2 separate regions of the Gasterosteus aculeatus genome follow, and region 2 is linked to region 1. Evidence: chromatin contacts called from public Hi-C data. All regions are on one chromosome and are shown on one strand. Each heading gives the region's core, a stretch centred on a gene start, on an enhancer-like site or on the middle of the called end of the contact. The rest is flanking DNA. Distances are from core to core; before and after follow the strand shown.

Region 1 (4,669 bases), core at 1,463-3,962:
GGCTTCACAGGCTTATAGTGTTGCTCTGCTACTTGAACAGGACCCTGAAACCTTTAGTTAAACATAATTCTCCAGCTTTGTAAAAGTAAGACTTGCACACGTGCTGTTTGTGACCTCCAGCTTCTCCTGATGCTGTTTTTATGTGCCAGCTGTTTTTTTTATTCAGAATTATTCAGCATTGCATCTCATACACACCTTTTATATTTGCCCGGCTTATCATATTAATTATAGTTCTTGATTTTCTGTTCCCTTTTAATATGGAAGGTGCCAGGTTTCCTCCGGCACAGTGATTGATGAGATGCTTGTGACCTGCAATAGACAATTAAAGAGCACCTTATATCCCAGCTGTGAATCTTAAGATAAATGCTGATGGCCGCCTGAAGGTTTGATGTTTAATCATGCACTCCACGCCACGATCTCAGCTCGTGTCCTGAGAGTGAGTGATGTGCATTTGAATATTTCTCTCTTGCAGGTAAACCTTAACATTCCGTTCACATATTCACTAACTTCTCCTCCTTCCAGCTTTAATGTAGCCCGCCTGTTACACACAGTCATTCTCACGGAAGACCAGCACCTAATAAAAATGTACTGAACATCCTTTTACTTTGTAATTATTAATGTTTTTCTTTGTTTTCTACTTCAACTTGCCTCCGTCCCTTTTACCTTGTCTTGGACTTTGAAACTTCCCTTATTTTTCTTCTATCTGCAGGGGGGCACAAAGCTTTGACCACTGCCTGCTTTTCACTCTGGCACTGAGATACACGATGCGCCTTAACCCATAAAATATAAAAGATTCGTCTCCCAGCTTAATTGTTTGGTCGTGAACCAGAAGGTTTCATGTTCCCGGGTAGAGTGGAACCTGAAAGGACTCTTCTGGGGTGTTCTGAGTTCACTTGATGCTTCTACGTCAGTCTGACAACGTATTTCGCAGTAGATGTAATTAGTTTGAAGGTCAAGGCGCAGCGTTGTTCATATTCCTGATTTCACCATTTAAAGAGGGAACTGTCAATGATGAAGCTTTATTCAGAGAGCTTATACAACTGCTATGTCATGTGTGGTGTTGCCGTGCACGGTGAAATGGGTTCCATGCTAGTAATCAATTATTCATTGTACATACTGGGAACATTTCTCAATGCTCCGTCTTTCATTCCTGATTTCCTTTTGTTTCTCTCGGCTTATTATCTATTTTTACTCCCATCACACCAATTTGCGCCTTCCGAGCCACATGAACAGTCTCAGCGGATGTGTCTCGTTTTTCTGAAGCAAAATGACAACGCAACATCTGCATTCTCAAGCGTTTCTCTATATTTGTTTCAAATTGTTCAGGCAAGTGCAGACTGTCACACAGCAGCTGCCGCTGACCTGTTCGCAGGATGAACTGCTCATTGTCTCCCAGAGGATGACACATTTAAACGATATTTTCCCTTCTCCTTTGCCACCATTATTTCTTTCCACAAGCCTTTTGATTATCGCAAATGTTGATGACCGAGCCCCGAACCTTCTTATTTGGTGTCCATTTATTTCCTCTGAGGGAAGCCGTCAGCCGCTGACATTCAATCACATTATTTTGGCTCAACAATCTGCTGCCTCCACCTGTGACCTGGACCACACATAAGCCAGTGCATGACAAGTGCTGTGTAAATCGAACACATATACACACATTCCTAACTGAATGTCACGGTGGGACACTGACACCAAGAGTTGATCACATGCACATCAATAGAAAAAGCCAGCGGTGAACATCCAGGATTTTCTACAATGCTTTAATTCAATTTCTCCCCGGCCATCTGCAGGGCGATGCTACACCTATACGGTGCAACAGCCGAAATGTTATTGCGAAAGTGTGCTTGAGAGTAAGTTTATGGCAGCCGTAACAAGGTAAGGGCATGATTGCCTGCAGGTAAGTGATTTAGAGAAAATCAGGTTGATACTCTCCCAACCCTCTGCCAGAGCAGCACGAGGCCAAGGCCAAGCAGTTGTAAATTTTCCTTAAGTGTCAGCATTTTCCATATCACAGACCTTGGGCTTGGCTGGAATAAATTTCACCCAATTTTCACGGTTGAAAATGCTCGTTCCTTGCATATTTTCTCACCCCGGGATCCCTCAACATTGTCTAGGGCTGCAGTTTGGGCTTTGCTTGTCTCACTGCATTTGGTGCGGTAACTGATTCGTATATAGTGCAGCAAAATTCCTGAATCCCAGTCTAAACCCAGTTAGGGCAAATTGGTTTCGCTGCACATGGTTGATTTGACATGGAACGTGCACAAAAAGGAGCCGTATCCAATGTGTCAGGCTCTCTGCGACTGGACACCTTGCTGTAGTGTAAAAGGCCCACACGCTCTTCACATCCGGCAGTGCGGTTAATTTGCCCCAGTGCACGGGAACCATTATTCACATCTTCTTTGCAGTTGCATAACGTGGGATCTTTGGGACGACTGATCATGACCTACACCTAGATAACTGGTACAGTGATGGATAGAGGATATCTGTTAAAAGCTTGTAGTCATATCTATTATATGTATATATAGTCCTATATTTAGGCTTTGATACCATTTTTCTCCAGCTAGTCGAAAGGGAAAATGTATATTTACAGAAGGAGACACTGCAGAGAGCAGGTTAGATGCAGAGAATTAGCCGCTCCATATCACCTTTTGATATGTGTCCTTCAGCAATTGCACCCGTGCTAACGTATCATGCATCAATCACTCTTAATGCAAATAAAAAGGAAAGACATCTTGGTCTCAATAAAGACTGACGAGATTTATTATCTGGTCAGTCTGTTCAGTCGGACATAATCAAAATATCCGAAAAAATCTAAGGACCAGCTAAAGAGTCCAAAAGTTGTCATTAATCAAAATGAATGACGATGTCACACTAATTGCTGGATGCGTAATTAAGCCGCCATACGAGCAAGTTTCAGAGATTAAAATATGCAGTATTTGTCCTCTGTTTTGTGTGTTATCTTCGGAAAAACAGAAAACAGAAAAAACAAACAACTTCACCAATTTGGGCAGCAAGCAGGTCGATGGAGGAAAGCCCTTCAGGGTGCCTCTCACAGAAGAAGCATCAGTACCGATGACAGATCCTTGTTTACAAAATGATCCATAAATATATGCTATAATTATGTCTTTCTTAGTGAAAACATTACATCCAGGCTCAGGCAGCTGCTATTGTCAGCAATATTTTGTATGATTAGCACATTTAATTTCCCCCCAATCTTCTACAAACCTGATTTCTTGTTTGTTTTCACCTCATTTGACAGAATCATTGAATTTGACAGCTGGCTGAGATATTCCACCTCTGCTGTCACCGAGCACCGTAGTAGGTTATGATTGGTTTTTCCTCAGTCCAGATGTTTGCCTACGGTCAACACATGCCCCTATCTTGAGCCCGGCGATTGATGGGAGGTTTTATTGTGCAGTATAAAATCCCCACGTTGCAGGTGAAAACCCATAGTGTCTATCGACTGATATGAGTGTTACTGATCTGAAAGCAGCTATTTCCTCTCCACCAGGCTGTCATTTGGCGGGTTGAGTGAATCCAGCCCGGGCTTTAGCCTATTCTTTTACTGCCAGACGGCTGGCGATTAGTGCCGTGGTAGTCTGCGGCCGGCAGCTCAGTGCTGTTGCCTGATAAGGGGGGTCAGTGCTCAGCCACACACCCACCTGCCAGTTAATAGCCGGTTCCCTGCTGGCCCGCTCGCTGTGAACAGCCCCCAGGTCGCTGTCCCACCGTCCTTGTGCACCTCCTCTCCTCCCAACGGACGGACTCGCTATGAATCAGATCCCCTTTTGCTACACGGCTCTCCTCGCAACCAGTGCAATGAAATCCTCTAATGAACTTCGCTTAGTCAGCGTTAGAGCTAGAAAGCCAACAATGCAGACGGCTACAGGACTGCACAATAGAACCTCACCCGCCTACAGAGAGAGAGAGAGACAGTTAATTGGATGTTATATTGAACAGAAATAGTTTAGAGTTGAAGGAGAAAATAACTTTTGCTGGTAACGGTGCAATTGCAGTAGCATGGGGAGATGAAATGCCTGTGATTCTCACATCAAAAAGCGGGTTTATTGTGTCTAGAATTGTCTTCCAAAGAGAACTGAGATTGGAAAAAGAGATGGGGCGCACTGATGTGGTTCTAATAAGATCTCACTGGTGTTTCAGAAGCTTTTTAACATCAAGTCTGTAAATAAATCCACCTTTAAGTAAAATTTGCTGGCAGATGTAGTTAAGTCCCAGCAATTATAGCCCGTCTGCGTTGAAAATGTATCCTTGTTTGATCCCAGTAAGTTTCTTGTGTGAATTGGTTTTTTTTTCTACTGTTGGAAGGTTGGAATGTATTGGAATTCAAGAAATTCAGTCATAATCTTTCTGCATTAAATTAACATTTTGTGTATTTCATGACCCAAAACATTGTCCTCCAAGCTTTCTGCTGTGTTCAAAAATGAAGAAACGCCGGACGGACAGAAGTCATCGCAGATCAAAAGGTTAAAATTAAATGTATTTAATAAAAGAGATGGCGTTGTGGTAAAAAGAACATCTCAGCTGAGGAGCCGCTGGTCTCAGCAACCAACCGGCCCCAGGTCAGTGCTTTTGACCATCCCTAGTGCCCGTCTGTCGCCTCCACCAGTGAACTCGAGAACAATGGTTCCTACAGGTATTTATAACA
Region 2 (4,669 bases), core at 850-3,349, 51 kb before region 1:
TCCCAAACCGATGTAAAAAAAACTACTGGAAAGTAAGTGAAAAGGGGTAAGCAAAGTTATTGCAGGCGTGTGCAGTTTGTAGAACATCCCGTTCTGTGGTGACGTTTAGTTCATTGTGTGAGTGTTGAGATTTGAGCCGGCTGATGCTGATGACTGTTCTCAGGACCAGGACGGTCAGACCGGAGACCAGGACCAGGAGGAGAAGAGATGGAACAAGAGAACCCAGCAGATGCTGCACGGTCTCCAGGTACCAAAAAAAGTTACTTTTCTGAAATTCCTGAAATTATGAATGGAAAGATTTGCGCATAAAACAAAATTCCAGAGACTCTCAGGCCCTGGGAGGGATCGGCATTGGTGAGAATAAAGCTGTACGTGGGAGGAGTTGAGCGTTCAAATGCACATAGTAACTCCTCCAAAACCTATGGGAAGGGGTTGAATAAATGCAGCCCAATGCACGCCTCCTCCTGCTGCACCAGACCTGTGTGGTCTGTGAGCCTCAACAGGAAGAGGGGCGGACTAAGGGGCTTGGTGGCTGGTGGTTACACACTCAGGTGCAGCCCAACGGCTCAATGCTCGCGGGCAGAGAGCCTGCTAGCAACACGGCAGAATAATAGTATAGGCAGCGGAAAGGGTCCCTGCAGTATCACAACTCTAGTGGGTCTGAAGTGAGGATTCAGGGGGATTAGTATATGTAGATTGTATCAATCTACATAGTATGAAGTAAATTGTTGAGTATCACAATTTTTTAAAGAAATTTAAATGTTTAAAATAATTTTAAACTGACTCCTGTGCTTCTGTCCCTGTAGCGCGTCATGGCAAAGACCGGCGCAGACTCTGTTAGCCTGCTTGAATTGTGCCGGAACAACAACAAGAAGCAGGCAGCTGCCAAGTTTTACAGTTTTCTCGTGCTCAAGAAGCAGCAAGCCATCGAGGTCACCCAGACTGAGCCCTACAGCGACATCGTTGCCACTGCTGGACCAAGATTCCACCTCATTTAGACATCGGAAGAACAGACAAGCACTTCGCTTGCAACAAACATACTTTTTTAATTACGCAACTCAAATTTTTGCCTTTTTTATTTTGTGTTTCCCTGTCCCATTTTTGTCTGGGTAAGGGGAGGGAGTAGGAGGGTATGGGTTTGAAACTTTAAAAAAAGAAAAGCTCATTTCACTGTACTACCGGTGGAATCATGCAGTATTCATTTGGTTGATACGCAGGGAGGACGAATGTTTTAACAAGTATATTTATAAAACAACCCTTTTTCAGTCACTGATTTGTAAGCTTTTCTTTTGTTTTATAAATTAAATGTGTCTGCTTATTTCACTAGTCTCATACCATTGGCCCTCACACCTGAATCATTGCAGATTTTAAGATAAAGAGCCCTGTATTTTCACAAGGAATCCTATATTGACTGTACATGTTCTGGAAAGGTACTGTTTTATTGCTCAGAAGTGTGACCTCTCATCTTCTCCTTGTTGCACTTGTTCTTTTATGATAAACAAAAATGGTGACTCTGTCAAAACAGTGGGGACTTATACCCTGTATTAAAAATCACGTTTCAGATGTATAATTCCAGCAGTTTTAACAATACAGTTTTGTGATTTTTTTTTTTTTTGTACCTTCCTACTTGTATGCTTATTTACCTTTTTGCATTATGTAACTAGGTAATGTACTTGTTACAATTAAGTTCAGTATCCCACCTTTTTAGTCTTCAGGTAACCTCTAGTTGTGATACATCTGTAAAGATTTGAAATAAAGTGTTTTAAGTACTTGGTAATTGGATGTTACTCATTCATAGTGCTCTTATTAAATTATCCATTCTAAGGGCTCTTTATTAATGGGTTTTCAGAAAGGATATGAAGATGAAAGTCAAATTAGGGGAGAATTTTATAATATAAAAACTCACCTATTGACTTACCCGTACAGGTAACTTTAGTGTTACTTTAGGAAAGGGCAGTAGTTATAAATGTTACGCTACAGTAGAATACTATACACACAGTATGTTTTAGTATGTGTGTTTGTGATTTTTTTTTATATATATATATACATATATATATGATTATTGTTGTGCTATGTCAATTGGATTTTAAACCAAGCACCCTTATTACACCGCCAAACCACTGGAGAGATTGCTGCTGCTTATTTACTGCTTGGAACTGAAGAGGCCATCTCGATTTAGACCTTGTTTCTCTACGGACAGGAAAGCAAACGCGTCTTTACCGGAAACGTTCGTCACTGAACTCTTTCCTCCCCCTTTCCGCGTGCGCTGTAGAGATGGCTTCACGTAAAGAGTCTGTTCCAGCTGTTACCCCCGCGGTCGCTTCTACCAGCGGCACGTTGGACTCTCCTGTCAAACAGATCCAGATTGAAGGATTGGTAAGTCTTCCTCCCGCGTGATGTATCAGATGCCGGAGCCGGACGGCCCGGAGACCGGTTGCGAGTGTTAGCTAGCAGAGGCGCATGCTAGCTACAGTGTGAGCATCGTCATGGCGGTCAGATAAAGTCTAAACGAGTGTTTTGTAACGTGTATTGTGCTTTGTCATCGTGGCGGATGCTTGAATTGTATGTTGTGTTAATTAAACACACGCTGTATTGACCGGTGTAACGGCTAATGCTATGCTAACCGTTTTACGTTATCGTTAGCCGATGCTAAACGTGTGGAACGAGGGCTGTCCCTGCGCGTTGTCTGGAAGGACCAGAGGCTAATGATGCTGATTCTTGCTTCCCTCTCACATACGTCTGATTTCTGTCTAAAAAACGAACAATGTGAAGTAGGAGCAATTTCAGGCGTCAGAATCGATAGCATGGTGGTCAGGTTTTTAGACGTCCTTTATACTGTAGTGATGTAATATTTAATTTGATCACTGATCAGTCGTGCTGTTGCCACCTATTGAGTTTGAATTGGGCTTTTCGACTGATTATCGTTGTTAGGAATGACTTATCTGGTCCAACAACAAAAATATTGATTATAGTAACTTAATATAACCATAAATTAGGTACGTGATCCCCATCCAATAGTCTGGAGTGACATCTACTCCCTGCTGATCTTCATTAATGTGATATAATAATAATAATAATAATAATGAACCATGCTGGGTATAGAGGCCCTCTTATAGCATAGTTTTGGAATTTGTTTACACCATTTTCAAATCTTGGGTCTTTTAAAACCCTTGTCGATTGTGTGCTGTTGCTCTCTAAGTAGATAGTGTTTAATTTCATCTGACCCAAACGTTTTTTAGTATTTATTTCGTGTTCTGCAGTACCTCAGTACAAGCAGCAGAGGACAAACTTGCTTCACCGGCCGCTTCTGGTGTTCTCCACCCTCTCGCCCAACGCCGCCCTGGACCAAGCGGCTCATTTGCTTCGTGTGCCTGCACACATTTGCAGGGCTTGGACGTGCCAGCTGCCGCCTTCCGTTTTACTCTGCTCATTAACATCGCCCTGGAGTCTCAGGCCCCAATTTCAGATCTAAATATTTCACCTCAATGTGTATTATTTAGACTCCTTAATGAGCTTTCTCAGCCTTATCAACCAAACCATTCTTTCCACTCGCGGCTGGCTTTGAAATAGAAAACCTGTGTGTGTGACCATTTGGGTTGGGACGGTTTGAAGGAAAGGGGTCAGTTTCGGGTGGAGTTTACCTGAGTGCGCAGACACCCGTCTGTCACCGGTGCTGCTGGAGGGTCGCCCACTGATGGTGTTGACACCGCTGTCGGGAACCGAATTGCCTCCTCACTTTTTGAAGAGGTTTGCTGTTGCCACGGGAGCACGGGAGTGCCGAGTCTTATTCACACGCCACGAATTATGAAACCACCTTTTTTGCAGCATTTTCACATTGGGGTTTGAAGGCTCTGGAGTGACGAAAAATGGCTGAAGATGTGTAAGAAATTAGTTGCGTAAAAAAATACTTTTAGCAATGTCAGACGTTTCCCTTAGATTTGTTATTTGCCCCCCAGCACTTTGCCAGAACAGTACCCCCCCCCCCCCCCCCCCCCCTCGAGGCGATTCCACTTGTCTGCGGTCCTTCAGCCTGCGCTCATCAGGAACCCCAGTTTGAGCCACATGTTCCCATCTGCTCAGGAGAGTTTCTGACTTTGGTTGTATTTCTCCTATCGCTGCTTCGTGATGCAGAAACTACAGTTTATATTTACTTGGTATGTGATCGTCCCGGTGGTTTTGCTGTCAGCGAGGGTTGTTTTGATCCTTGATCATCACCCCTCATGGAACTAATTGTACAACGCTACAACAGGCCGAGCGACTTGGTTTTCATGAAACAAACAAACACATCATTGAGGAATGATTATAGCGGCAATCTGATTCCCCGCTGGCCACTGTTCCATGCGAGAACAGTTAACGTTGCTCAAGTAATGATTGCTGCGAATGAAATTGAGTAGCGGTTAATGAGTAGCACAAGCAAGATTTTGAATTCTTATTTTTATCTTCACGGAACACCTGTGAGCAAGCGCTGTCGTTCAAACTCTCTGCACTCTCATTTGTTTCCTTCCCCGCGTTGCAGTAACGCCTCTGGTTGGTTGTTGACAGGGCGGCTGCCGTTAGTCTCGGACTGCTTCCCACAACAATTCTGACGTGGCCCGACGAAATGGTACCCTGAGCTCTAATACGACTGCAATTAGTGTGAGCAATGTTTTGGTACCATTCCTGCTGCCTG

The links. Hi-C and Micro-C count contacts between places; a contact is called where the count stands out from the background.
Region 2: a contact with region 1 is called in a Hi-C map of skeletal muscle, with 2.0 times the contacts expected there. The contact joins the promoter of LOC120810671 here to the enhancer-like site in region 1. A contact is called at or near these places in 3 of 6 Hi-C or Micro-C datasets (skeletal muscle and whole body).

Annotation. Positions count from the first base shown.
Region 1 is chr20:14,348,989-14,353,657 of fGasAcu3.hap1.1, reverse strand. No RefSeq gene overlaps it. Among protein-coding and RNA genes, the nearest start is that of LOC120810582, 36 kb to the right of the region's middle. Within about 2 kb of position 2,712, at least 1 of the 9 cell types and tissues checked has open chromatin away from gene starts, as enhancers often do.
Region 2 is chr20:14,399,745-14,404,413 of fGasAcu3.hap1.1, reverse strand. LOC120810671 (eukaryotic translation initiation factor 3 subunit H) reads left to right here and starts at 2,099. Exons shown (of 8, transcript XM_040165431.2): 1 at 2,099-2,376. The coding sequence starts at 2,275. It overlaps LOC120810588 (double-strand-break repair protein rad21 homolog A), which reads left to right. Exons shown (of 14, transcript XM_040165253.2): 13 at 164-247; 14 at 807-1,777. The coding sequence ends at 998.